Regions from separate parts of the Manis pentadactyla genome. Here region 2 is linked to region 1. A link is a contact called in public Hi-C data. All regions are on one chromosome and are shown on one strand. Each heading gives the region's core, a stretch centred on a gene start, on an enhancer-like site or on the middle of the called end of the contact. The rest is flanking DNA. Distances are from core to core; before and after follow the strand shown. Region 1 holds the start of ARHGAP21 (Rho GTPase activating protein 21). Region 2 holds the start of ENKUR (enkurin, TRPC channel interacting protein).

Region 1 (7,453 bases), core at 2,611-5,110:
CATTCATTTCTTGAATAATTTTGTAGTGATAGCTATGCATAAAAGTGATATCTGTGTGGTAGGTATTAAGGAGGTCTGAGAAGAAAGAAAAGTCCAAGGAATCTGCCCTAGAGAAGTTTGCAATCTAGATAGAAAAGTAGCTAATATTTAATTAAGTAAGATTATTTATGATCAAGCAACTAATTAATAGCAACAAACAAATAAATTGAAAAGAAGCACCCAAGCAGAGTACCAACCAGTCCAGAGGAGAAAAAGACCACAGTAAGCTGAGGGCAGAAAAATTTATTCAAACTTACCTATTGTGTGGGGTACTTTGCTAGGCAGTGTACACAGTGAATTAAATAACAACACTACCCTCTAGGTTAGAAATTAATAATTGAAGATAGGTAATAATCATGTGGACAGAAATGATAAGTCATATATCTAGCAAATGCAGAGCATTAAGTTAGCAAACCATTTACGTTATTAATTTCACAGAGATGATGAAGGAAGAAGAATTTTTGAAATTGTATGGTGTGGAAAATCACTCTCTTCTCTGGATTATGCTAGTTACATGGCTTGTGAGAGAGGTGGTTTTTCTGGAGCTCTTCAGTTCAACGTGGAAGCTTTTTCAAAGAAATACTAGTAGATTATGTGTCTTTTTGGTATTGTATGAATAAGAAAATAAGTGCACTATATTGTCCTGAAATCAAAATATTTCTTACTCTTCTGAGAGCCATTGGTCTTAACTGCCTAGACACATAGTTTTGCAAATGCTTCATCACAAATTACACATTTCATCTGTGGAATTCACTGGCAAATACTCATGCCTCTTAGCATTGCCAACTTCTTCTATATTCAGAGTAGAAATCATCCATAGATTATCAGAGAATTACATTAGACCAGACGCCAGGACATTTTGATTCTATTTTTGGCTCTGACATTTTTCCTTGATAATGGTTTACCAAAACAATATTATCATATCATTAAGAAAGTGAAAACTTACGCTTTGAGGATATAGTTCCCATCTTTAAAAATGTCTTGCCTCCATTGTGAGAATTATAGCGTAGAAAGTTGTCTTATAATTGTTATTAACATAGCTATTGTAATTTCTGAGGCTATTTCAAGGGAAACTAAGAAGTCAGATTACAGGAAATCCACACATTAGCTATGCTCAAAAAAGCAAAAATTCAGCCTTTCAAAGTAAACAAAGCTGGATCTACTGTTAGTTCTTGCTTATCCATGATGTTTGGAATAAAGAAAACTATCAAGATATCAATTATGAAACCCACAGTTAATTCCAAATCTCTTTCCAGTTACAAGGACCCCCAAATCTACTGTTTCATCAAACCTCTTACTGGGGCGGTTAACAAGCAGCCACATTGAGTTCAGTTTGGCTCCTTTTCCTTTCTCTTGCCCTCCCTCTGGTGGAGGTGTTAACAGAGTAACATGCCCAAGATGGGCAGCTGAAGAACTCCAAGGGTTTGCTTCCTCCACTAATTATACTGGCAGCCTTTGGAATGGAGAATGACTGATGGCTGTCACCTTCCAGATTCTTTAGAGGGCGTCCACTTTGGTCTACTTAGAAGACGTCTAAATGAGAGCTTGGACAGTTATTAAAATATTATTATCGCTTGTACCTTCAGAGAGGAATAGACCTAATTTTTAACTGGGTTAATATGTTCCTAGTAAATATCAATAACACGTTATAAAGAGTAGGACTCCTGTTGAGGAAACTGAACAAACCTGTTTCATAATATTGTTTTAATCGGAATAATATTTTTACGTCTTGGAAGCTCCTTTACATCTTTTATCCTATTTGATGTGCTCAGCAGCCCAACAGGGAAGGGAAGGTACGATCATATTTGGAGGTCCCAGGGAGAGGATTAGGACCCAGGTTTCCCAAATCTTAGTTCTGTGCTTTTCCTTTCTCATTCAGATAAACTAATACACATAAGATACATATGATAGCAACCGATCATGTTTCTTAAAAATACTCCCAAATTTTAGAACATCACCTGTCCTAACATAAATACAATACATAAGCTTGTAACTTATCATAATGGTTCTTAAAAACATCCCCCAATATTGGAACATCATGGTCATAACTATTTCAGAAGTGGGACTAAATTAGTTACCCATAAACACAATAATTAGCACATAATAAGCTAAGTAAATGCTAGCTATTGTTGCTGTTATTATGGAAAATTTGTTAGACGTAGTACAATGTTGTGAAGAAAACATGGACTCTGGAGGTGACCCCTTGGGTTTAAATCCTGGGTCTGCCACACACCTATCTCGTTAAGAGGTGGGTAAAGCTCTTGGAAGCATACCTGGCTGGAAGGCAGTGCTATATAGATGGGGGTAGTCACTATTATTGACACCTCCCTGCATCCCATGGTAAATGATGGAGCTGGGCTGTAATCTTGATCCTTCCCTTTACCTCTTATAGAAATGTCTTTCTAAGTCATGTTATTTTTTCACAATTCCTAAACGTGTTTTACCTCCTTTTCATTACTCCCATGGCCATTATTTTCTCCCCTTTATCAAGCTGAAAACCTTTTTCAAAATCAACATTTATAGAAATTTCCATTACAAAAACCTTCACCCTAGATGTCCTCAGTTGTGAGATATTCAGTTATGCGATGCACGCACATTTGCTTTTGTAAGGAGCTGTTTTGTGCCTAAAATTGTTTTCCGTTTCTGGACACATTCTGTAAGCCCACTGGAGAGGTACGCTGCTTGAACTCTGCATGTCTATTCACTTCTGGTTAATTTACTCAACAGTATCTAGAACTGGATACTGCTATAGCACAGTGGGCTGTTCAGTAAATTACCAGCTGATTGGCAGACATTCCCTCTATTTTATTCTTTTTTTTTTCTTTTTCTTTGTTATTGGCTGACTGGTTTTGTCAAGGGCTGTCACGAATGTGCAAATTCCAGGGCTATATAAAAATGATCTAGCCAATGTCTTTCCTCTATTTGAGGCTGAGAATTTAGTTGTACGTTCTAAATGTTTGCCATCTTCCACTCAGGAAGATCTGAAAACTAAGGCACAGGTATTTAGGCCACAGGGAATTTCTTTTTTCCCCTCGAGAAAAAGGCTCCAAGGCGGCAGGCCGGGTGCAGGGGCTGGGAGGTGTGTCTAAACCCTCCGGGGAAAGCTCTAAGAAGGAAACGTAAGCAGACGCTACAGCTTCTCGGTTTTGTTCTTTTTTCCTTTAGGGTGGTGGTGGCAGCTGATGAGACACAATACACAATAGCTGGTGGCCCCCCGCCGGAGTGGGGATAAAAACGACCCGCAACAGCACCAGCGGGAGTACAGGGAAAGGAGGGGGGTGAGCGGAGGGGCGAGGAAGAGGGTGACAAGGCGACACACGCCACCGCCTCGGCGGGCGACTCCTCCGCAGCCCGGCGCGGACAGGACCGGGTGGGCACCTCCCTAGAGCGGGGGCGGGGTGGGATGGGGATACCAAGGGGCGGTTGGCGTGCGTGCTGCGGGCGGGGCCGTGGGTGGGGAAGCCTGAGTCAGCAGCCCCCGACTGGCTTGCGTTCTCCCGTCGCGTCTCCTGATTGGGCCGTTTGCAGCGGGAGATGTAGTGCGGCGCGGCAGGGCGGGGCGTGCCCGGGAATTGCCCGAGGAGGGGCGGCGGTGTGCGTGGGGCCCGAGCCGCGGTGACCTGTGGAGTGCCGGCGCGGCAGCCCTCCCGTGTTCCGCTAGCCGCGCCGAATTCACCCGGCTGCTCTCAAGACTTATAAAAGGCAGACGAACCGAACGAACAGCGCCTCGCCGCGACGCCCTTACCCCACCGCGGGAAGTTATTTGCTGTTGGACGTGAAAGGACACTCCCTTATCTTGAAGTCATACATCGTATTGCAGCTCCTTACCCTTTCTCAAACAGAAAAGGGGCAAAAATTCAACAAGACGTGTGCCCCTCAGTCGGGGACGAGTGAGCCCTCCGCCCCACTTATCTGGCTGTGTAATCGCCCCTCTCCGCTCCGACGCAGCGCGCCCAACCTTCCCGGTCCAGACCCGGTTCCTGGCCGCTCCCGCTCCACTCTGGGGAGGTCGGGGAAGGCGGGAGGTTTCGCGTGCCTGGTTTTCGGGGGCGCTGCGGGAGGGGGCAGCGAGGGCTTGGAGTCCCGAGACACACACACACACACTCCCTGAGGCTAATCCCCTCTCCCTCGTCGGTTCCCGGGACCGTATTATTCAAGACACAAAATATTCAGCCCCAGAACCTCCCTTGGGGAGGGGAGGGGAAGGAGGTGGAGTGGGAGGAGGTGGATCCAGGGAGGAAGAAGCGAGAAATCCGCCCCCGGGAAACAGCTTGGCGCGGCGGCGGAGCGAGGCGCTTCTGTCACTTTGGCGATCGCGGCGCCCAAGCGCGGCCCCGGCCCGGCCCAGCGAGGCGAGGGGAGAGTCCGGCGGCCGCCGCCCCGCCCCACGCCCTCCCGCGGCGGCCGAGAGCCCAGGGCCGGCCGGGGCAGGTCGCGGCGGTGCCTGGGAACGGCCGGCCGGGGGCGGCGGCCTCGGAGCACGGCGGCGGCCAGCTCTGGCTCGTCCTCCCACTCGGCCCGGCTCGCGTCGGGCATGCGGGGCGCGCTGTCCTGGGGCTGGCCAGCCGCGCGAGGATCCACTCGCCCCGCGTCCTCCGGTGCGTGTCCGCTTTCTTTTTCGCCTTAGCCGAGAGAGCGCAGCGCCCGCGGGCGGGTGGAGAGCCCTGCCGGCCGCGACTCCCTCCCTTCCCGCCACCTCAGGCCACCCCGCCCGGCGCTGGCGCTGGGCCGGCGGGAGCCCGCGGCGGGCGCCGGGCGGGGGCGGAGGAGCCGCGCCCTCGCGTGCGGGGCGAGGGAGGGCCGCGGGCAGGAGGGAAGGGCACAAAGGCCGGCGGCGGCGGCGGCGCCGGGGTCCGGCCGGCGGGCCGTGGAGGAGGGGCGCCTCCCGGCCGCTCATGAATATTAACCGAGCCTGCGGCCTAGCGCGTCCCGGCCGGGCCCGGCGCCCGGCCCGCGTCCCCGCTCCAGCTTGCCGCCGCGCCTCGGAAGCTGGGCCAAGCGGGCGGGACCGGTAAGCCCCTCGCTTTTTGTCTTTCCCCCCGGCCTCCCCACTGCTTTTAGAAAGTGCGGATTTGGGCCGCCCTTCCCGGGGAACCGAGATCCCCGACCCGCCTCTGGAAGGGGCGGAGGAAATAGTGGTAGGTGGGTGGTGGTTTTCGTTTTCCTATTTTTTTTCTTACTTCCCTAGGTGGCCACAGGGAAAGGGGAGGATAGTGTCGAATGGTAGTTCGGGGAGCAGCAACTGAAGAAAAGTTATTATGGCTGCGGCTGCACTGATGCCGCTCGGGAATAATGCCCCGGAGGGGGAGCTGCGCCCGGTCCCCCGCGCCGTCCCCACCCAGCCCCGCCGGCGGCCAAGGAAAACAGCCGCCTCCGCGGAGACACCCGGCGGGGCGCAGGGGTCAGGCGCCCCGAGTCACCCAGCCCGCTTGGATCGCCCGCCCAGCCGGTGCTGGTTGAGTCCGAGACTGGCTTTTTGTTTTTGTATTTTTCGGGGGGAGCTTAGGGGAGAGCTGGAGGGCAGCAAGGAGGGTATTTGTATAGTGTTACCGGATTTTAATCTTGTGGTGACAAAATTTACGCCAAGTGTACGTATCTGGGTGATGCAGAACATAGACATTCCCTCTCTTCTGCCCAGAAAATACATTAATTAAAAGGCACTTGAAAGGAGAGTTATTTTCTGGAAGGCTGCACAGCCACGAGTGTTTGACGCAGCCACCGGGCAGTTCTGATGTTTCTCATTTTCCCCCCAATTTATAGGTTTTTCTTTTTTTGTATGGGAGCATTATGTCATCACTAATTCGTTTGGTTCATCAGCAGGGACCGAATAACCTTTCCAAGTGTTGGAAACGCGAACTTCGGGTGGACTTGTGGGCAAGGCTAAGGTCAGCGTTTGGAGAGAGTTCATACCCTCTCCCTTTTCCATGTTCTAGGAGAGATCTCTTTGGGAGCTGACGTTTGAGCCTTCACGACCCTCTCAGATTCCTCTTGGTCCAGGAGTAGCGCTTAGAGGAAGGGGACCGCTCTCTCCCATTGGCCTCACCAGCTGCCAAGAAGATCTGTCTTCTTTGGTTTTTTTTTTAAGTCCCGAGAAATGGACGAAGACGCTGAAGTCATTTGAAGTCCAAAGAAATCATCAGGGTATTTTGAAGGGGCTTCATACAAACATTCATTCCCTGACTCATTAGTTTCACCAGCCCTGCACCTCCTCCGAGCATAGTGTGGAATTCTTCTCTTTTTGCTGTGTGGTGGTATTTCCTCCACCAATGTGGACTCCAAAGGGTTGGTCCCTTCTCTGTTATTTGAAATGAAATGATGGCCACACGCCGGACTGGTCTGCCAGAGGGAGATGGCGACAAGCTTAAGGCCTGCGAGTCCCCCGCCAGGGAGGTAAGCACAATGGGACCAACCTCGGCTGTTGTGGCCTGTGTCTGTGAGTTGTCCTGCCATTGGGGGGTCAGCTGTCACCTGGCCTCAGAAGGGGTCTTTAGGGCCTTTGGGCTGGTTGGTGGGAGCACCCCACCTGGACTAGTAGCAAAGGGTAGCCTTGCCCATTTTCATTTCCAGGAACTTGTAGTGATTCTTTGGAAGAATGCTGTCCTCACTTTGAAATGTCCCCATGTTGGTCACCACAGAGCAGGGAATTCTCCCATGTCACGAGGCTGGGACTGCTACAATCCTGTGTTTCCTTTCAGTCCCTATCCTGCAGTGTTTTTGGAGTTGGTCTAGTTAGAGGGATGGCTTTATGCATCTTGTGTGTTTGCCCTCCCCAGTGGAGAGAGGGTAGCTTGTTGCACCAGGACCTTAGTCTCAGTTGGACACGGGTGGGTGTCCTAACTTGCGGTTGGTGTGGATCTCTGCTTTGAGTTTAAGAACCAGTCTTCCCATAGACAGTTTAGGCACAGCCTTGCAAGTGTTCTATACAGTTGTAATTCCAACTCTGAAAAATCTCTTGCCTTTACTGTTTTTTTATTTATGCTTTTCCTTTGCTCAGTTTTGAGAGCTGCTTGGGGGTGTCAGGTGACTTGGTTTGCCTTCAGACCATCATCTTTGAGAGGGCACAGAAGATTTTATGCCAGGTTTCCTGAAATTCTTTGAGCAGGCAGGACAGAAATTAGTAAACCCATTTATGACACCCATATGCCCTGTTGCCTCTCCTGTCCTTTTTTCTTATATTTGGAGTTTCTTTCTATATTAACTATATTGCATTTAGTTTGTTATAGATTCTGTCATTTGCTTGCTAAATGTACAGAATATTGTTATCCTTTAAACTTTACTTCTGAGACATCTATATGTTTATTGAAACATTGAAGATTACTTTATGTAACAGTAATATTTCCAAATGAGCCTCTCTCTTATTATCCTTTTGTGCCTCCTAAGTCTTATATCGTTAACTTTACAGTTATTCAGACAA
Region 2 (6,764 bases), core at 891-3,390, 200 kb before region 1:
GAGTAGCTTTGACAAACCATCTGGCCTACAAAGGCCTAAAATATTTATTATCTAGCCCTTTACAGAAAAAGTTCATTACCTCTGATGGTATACCAACAATAATACCCAGTGCACATACATGCACATAGCCGTTTCTTGAACAGTATTGCCATTTTGAGGGAATTATAAAACTAGAAATACATTCTTTGTAAATATTCTTTCAAAAGGCAAGCAGAATTATGGGCCAAATATCGAAGTAAAAAAAATCTCCTTTCCACATGATTTAACCTCATCATGATTGTAAACTTAAAATATACTCGTGACATATTAAATTCTGTTTAGTATCTTTTAAATTACAATATAGTGACATCAGTGAAATTACTGTATTCAGTAACACTAGAAAGTCAAGACTATTTAAGGGCGGTTAATACCAAGGGGAACTCTTTCTGGCTGTTTTAGGAACTGATTAGCATGAATATACTCCAAATGTTCCTTCTAATTAGAAAATTTATAAGTTTGGCCAATGACTATGCTTTTGGTAATGATGTAATCATTCTGCATCTTCAGTCTAAATCTTTGCATGTATAGAGAAGACATTTTTCTCTATATATGTTAAGCAAAAAAACCCCCCAAAATCAAAAGCCAACAACAACAAAAACACTCCAAAAGCAACAGTGAAAGGAGAAGGAGAAGGGCAAAGTGGTATATACATTTAAATACTTTGAAAAACAAAATCTGACGGGAGCAACTGGGGCACCATCTTCAAGGTGCCATTTACCCGAAATAAGATGTTTGTAAAATGCCTGGGATAAAAATAATCCGATCAACTGCATAAGAAAAAACTGTATTTATTCTTAGATAATGAACTTCACTAAGAGTCCAAGCAACCCTACACATTCAGCAAAGCTTTGTAAGTAGCAACCAACTTAACCGAGCCACTGTGCTGTTTTAATCCCTCTACCGAGCACCCTGACAGTGAGACGACCAAAACTAGTGTTCTCCTTTATCTTCGAACATCTTTATTCCCCTTGGGCACAGTGGCCTCTGCAAGGCTGGTTCAGAACATCTATATTCTTTCTTAAATCATACTGCCAAATATCTTTTAGAGGCTTGGGATGGCAAAGCCTTCTAAATGAGTTTCTTTCAGCAGTCATGGAGGCATAAATAGGTGTACAGAAGATCTAATGGTTCCAAACGGAACGAAACCGCTTGTCACAAAAGACACTTTTCAAAAAGGAACACCAAATAATATGAAAATTCAAGGGCCCACTTAAAAAGCTTCCCCTTCTGACTTAGGCTGATCGTTTAAAAAACAAAGTCCACACGTCTGTGTAGAATTACCTGAGAGGAGGGGCCGGATCAGGGGGTAAAGAGGACGGAGGGCACAGGAACCCGCGAGGCGCAGAAGCAGGAAGCCGGAGGGGAGGGTTGCGCGCGACAGGTGGATGGGAGGGCGTGGACGCGCTCTGCCACAGGTGGCGCGCAGGGCTGCGCGGAGGACGAGCATCCCAGGTCAAAAGCAGCGGAAAAACGAGGACACACATAGGGTCGCGATCACAACCGAGTAACGGAAAGCGACGAAACGGTAAAGCATGCGATGGGCATGGGTTGGTTTCTACAGTTTCCCTTTCTTTCTCCTCAAATAACTCACCAAGAAAATCACACTGAGAAGACGGGGGGAAAAGGAAAGGAAACGAAAAGAAGAGTCCAGGAGCCGCCAGCGCCGCCTCGGGATGGAGCCCGGAACCCCCGGCACTCTCCCTAGCTCGCCCTCAACCCAGGCCCGAAGCCTCGCTTTAGGGCCGACCCCGCCCCCTGCAGCCGCCTCCGCGCCTGCGCCGGGCCGCCCTGCGAGCGCGGCGTGCCCACTCTGAGCAACCGCCCATCGGACACGTGACTCTCGCCGCGCTCCACCCTCTCTAACCCTCCCGGCTCCTTGGGCTCCTCCTCAGCACTGTCCGGCTCTCGACGTTGGCGTTCGTCAGCGTGTCTTTCGCCGCTCAGTTTACCCGTACCGGAATTGGCGCCTGCGCACAAGAGCTTTATTACGTGACGCTTGCACGCCAGGTGCGCGTCCCAACTGTCTCCAGTAGAGTTTATCTTTTCTCCACATATAGAGATAGACAGAAAAGAAGAACATTTTTAAGGGGGCGTCATTCTTCACCCTGTTATTCCTAGAGCACTTATAAACGGCGGTTTCCAAACTGAACCTCTCAGACAGAAGCTGCAGAGAGGAAAGAGAGGACACCTAGTTTGCAGTGCTGCTTTCCACTTCCAGTCGCGTAGTAACTGTTTCCATGGCAACCGCCCCGTCAACAGTGCTAAGCAACCTCAGGAGCAATAGAAGGGTATTTCATTTTCTTCCCAAGAGGGCTGCTAAGACGAGGTCAAGGAGGAATTATGTGAAAGAGAAACGTTAGTTTCTTGAGAAAACAAGAGAGTAGGAAAGGAAGGGAGCAGTGAGAAAACGGACGAGATACTGGAGTAGTGAGAAAACAGCTGAGTAGTTTTAAGGAGTCATTTGATGGCCATGGATCCAACGTGCTCTTCTGAGAGCATTTATAACCTCATACCCAGTGACTGGAAGGAGCCTCCCCAGCCTCCTAGGTAGGTGTGTAAGCAAAGATTATCATTTAAGACAAGAATGGGGAATAATTATTCCATTTCAGTTTTATTTAAGCATCACTGACTTTTAAAAAGAAATAATATTTTTGCTTCTCTAAAGTAGCCTTGGATGACAACTTTTTAGGGAAAAGTTTGCAAAATTTGGCTATTTAGCATGTCACAATTCACAGAGCATCCTAGAGCTGTGAGAGGACCATTTTATTATGTTAGCCTTCTATTCATACAGTATATGATTGTTTTGTAATTTATTCATTGTTGGTAAATTGATGTGGTGTACAGCATAGTGGTGAAATTTCTTGTTGAAAAGAGCAAAATCATAATTCTATTATCCTGTGTTAGGATACTTGGTTTTTGCTTCAGGAGTTATTGGTTTTTTGTTTTTTGACTACAATACTGCTAGCTCTCTCTGAAGGGATAGTCATTTTTCCCCAAGGTTATCATCAAATATAATTTCCTGTTTTTTTCTGAGCCTCAGTTTTTTGATCAGTGAAACAAAATATACTAGGTAGTTTCTAAGGCTTCTAGATCTTTTCTCATCAAATAGTTAGATGGAAGGAAGAATGGATGGTGTCTCCAAAATACACAACTGAGTTAAAAATCTTACATAGGTGTTAGGGCCTCTTAAATGACCCTAATTTCAAAACAGTAACCTTAAAGTAAGCATCCAGTTACCCTCCTGTTCAGGGAATTAGAACATATTTAAATCTATAGGGAGAAAAGAATGTAACCAGTGGAGAAAATCTCATTCCTCCTAGGACTCAAAATGTTTGCTCTCTTTTTCCTTTCTCCTTTTCCCTATGCAAATCAAAGCACATCAAAAGACCACTGGGTTAAGAAACAGGCTCTGCAACTCATTGGCTTTGGGATCAGGGATAAATTTTCATTTGTTTTCTAATATGTAAAACAAAGTAAGTGAGTTAGATAATCTTTAAGGTCCCTTTCAGATCTAATGGTCAATTATTACTTGGTACGATACATGGAGTACTTTGACTACATCACATCTTTAAGTAGGCAGATCCTTCCATTTTAAGCCTGAGTTTCTGTTTTCGACCAGAGCAGAATTTAACTGATACTGTTTTCTGTTAGCATCCCAAAATCTAGTAGAGATTGGAAAGAGGAATATAAAGTAAGATATTATACTGCAGCAGTTTTTCAGGCATACTCAAATTAACTATGTCTGAATGGGTTTTTGTCCAAAATTTCCTGTATATTGTACAAGATAAAGCTCCTCCTTTCTGTAACCCACAGGTAGATTGTATTTCCCATAGACTGACTTTGAGTGTTAAGATATCTTATTAGATAGATGTTCTATTTGGATGATTTCTTCAAAAAATATTATAGGAACAATATTCACTTAAAGCATTAATTGAGCCCCTGTCATCAGTATAACATTGTTCTTGAGGAATGTTCTTGGGGAGTGCTGTAATGTCAGCACAAACCCTTTGGTTTACTCTGAAGCAGTAAGGAGGAAAAAGGAATTTACAGTAAAGGGAATAGAAGGTATCTAAATGTGGTACCAAAGAACTCTTTCTGTTAGGTTGATGTCAACCTGCACTGTCAGCAACCACCATGAGGAGTTTTTAATTTGACAAGATTTCATGCATGCAAAATACATTTATAAAAACAGAGCATGATAAAACATTAAACCAATTCTTGCTTACCACACTAACACAAACTTGCCCTGACCCAAACCCCTTACTAATAGTAAGAATTAATTTTAAAAAGAAATGTATTATGCTATTAGGCATATTTGCATCACCAAGTTATAAACCCAGCTTCAAGAAAGCTCACTGCAACTCTTTGCAAGACTAGCAAGATGACTGATTGTCCAGCTTTTGAAAAGAGGTGCATTCCTTGGGGAAATCAACAATTGACTTTGCTGTGATTTCCCATACCTCAGAGGTTACAGGTTCCTTGGAGAACTGAAATATAAACATTAAAATATTGATTAATGATAAAACTATTATATTTCTGAAATCCCTAATGAGAACTGCATATATTAAATGAGAACTTAGAAAATGGATATTTGTAACCAAAGTGGGGTGAAGGGCACTCTCTTGCAGTTCATCTGTGAGCTAGGACTTAGATTTAAAAATATTAAAGTCATGGATTAATACTTAGTCTATAGGCACACACCTGATCATCTACATTAGCCCTCTTACAGCACTAAACTATGTTTTCTACCTTTATCTTGCATCTACCTACCACTTCAGCATTTTATTTAAAATAATAATAATAATAATAATAAGGGAGAAATGTGGATTTCACATATAAATCAAGTATAAAAATCAAACGAATAATCATATTTGACCTGATTGTTTATAGTTCATGATGCGTGATCAAAACCAAAAGTTTCTGTGATGACTGCCCTTGCACTGTTCACCATGTAAGAACTTACTCACTATGTAAGAACTTGTTCACCATGTAAGAACTTGTTTGTTATGCTTCAGAAGATAGGATACTATTGAGAATTAGGCTTGGGGTTGATTAATGATTGTGCATTGAGTCCCCTATACAGAATTTTATTGTTGTTAACAACCATTTGATCAATAAATATGAGAGATGCCCTCTCAAAAAAAAAAAATTAAAGTCAATGGGCAGCCGTGAATCAGTTTCCAAAATTTCAGTTGCTCATGATGCATGAGATGGTTTGCTAGATCTTTACCAAATCTGTTGATCTATTGATGGTTCCATTGACTTAATATCTACAATCATTCTCTCTTCCCCTTTTGTTTAAGGTAATATTCCAGATGTTGTCTGAATAGCACATGGAACCATTAACTCCTTTCCTTGATACACAATACTTTTATTAATGCATTCATTAGCATTTGACAATCATGTCCCACTGTTGTCTCACATTGAAATTCCCACATGAATTATGACCAAGGTTCTTCTCTTCATTCCGTAATTGTGTAGGTAATTCTTTTTGATCTAAACTCATCACTTTGAATATTGAATCCTTTATACACTTTCTTAACCATCCCTCCCAGCTTTGTGACATTTGCAAATCTAGTAGTTTGCCTTTTCTATCTCCATCTGTCATTGAACAGGACAAGTACTTTGCACATTATTTTTTTCTCTGTCAAACTGTTTTTTTTTTATTAGGGTATCATTGATATACAATCTTATGAAGGTTTCACATGAGCAACATTGTGGTTACAACATTCAACCATATTATCAAGTTCCCCCCGCCCCCATTGCAGTCACTGTCCATCAGTGCAGTAAGATGCTATAGAGTCACTACTTGTCTTCCCTGTGCTATGCTGCCTTCCCTGTGACCCCCCTACATTAGTACTTTGCACTTTATTAGGCTGCCAGACACCTTCTAGCCTGACAGCAATACTGTTTTTGAGAGTCAATACTGCCAGAAATACTGTTTTGAGTCAGTCATCCAAATACTCCCATTAATCAGTTCATATTTTTCTACCTTATCATTAGGTTTTAGTAAGAGGCTTTGCTAACATCACGATGCTTATTATTATGTTTCAGGTTATTTGTTTAATTTGTAAGTCCAAAAATCTCATTTAAAAAAAATTATGCTCATTTCAGTGGCCCACAACTCCAAATGGCTCATACAATCATTGCTTCCCTATACATTTTTAGATGCTCTCCTAAATTACAGTCAGTCTCACCAGTGTGGAGGTCCTGGATGTATGTTTTTTGAAAATGGGACCATTTAGTGTCCTAAATGCCTGCTGGTTGTTTTTATTTTTAAAAGCCTTTCTGGTTTTCATTGGGATTAACTGTGACATGTAGTCAGAATTTCATTTTCAGAGCTTTTCATTCTCCTAGGACTACCTTTATTTTGTCTAATTTCCATACTGTTAAATCTATATTTTTTGAAGTTTTGTAACATCTCCTTGTTTAAAGTCTGGTTATGTGTCTGACTTAGATAAGCACTTTTAACTATTATGAAATCTTAGATGATATAGTCATTTTCTTGGGAGGTTCTTATATACTTTGTTGACTAAATTTAGTCAATAATTTAATTGGGGAAGTAGTAGTCCTTTTAAATTAATTTATGTTCAAAGAAAGTCAAGAATTTTCCAAAGTCTTTATTCTTGGCATAATGAATTTTTTGCTAAATTTTGCTCCATTACTGCAAATATATGGCCTTGGATAGAGTTTTATGATTAGTCTTGGAAGTTCTTGCTCAAATT

Evidence for each region. A called contact is a pair of places that touch in the nucleus more often than the background predicts.
Region 2: a Hi-C map of fibroblasts shows a contact between it and region 1, with 3 times the contacts expected there. The contact joins the promoter of ENKUR here to the promoter of ARHGAP21 in region 1. A contact is called at or near these places in 2 of 3 Hi-C or Micro-C datasets (fibroblasts and skin fibroblasts).

Annotation. Positions count from the first base shown.
Region 1 is chr3:112,402,059-112,409,511 of mManPen7.hap1, reverse strand. It overlaps ARHGAP21 (Rho GTPase activating protein 21), which reads left to right and starts at 3,860. Exons shown (of 27, transcript XM_057498287.1): 1 at 3,860-4,637.
Region 2 is chr3:112,602,132-112,608,895 of mManPen7.hap1, reverse strand. It overlaps ENKUR (enkurin, TRPC channel interacting protein), which reads left to right and starts at 2,140. Exons shown (of 5, transcript XM_036880926.2): 1 at 2,140-2,586. The coding sequence starts at 2,504. It overlaps THNSL1 (threonine synthase like 1), which reads right to left and starts at 1,831. Exons shown (of 3, transcript XM_036880925.2): 1 at 1,631-1,831.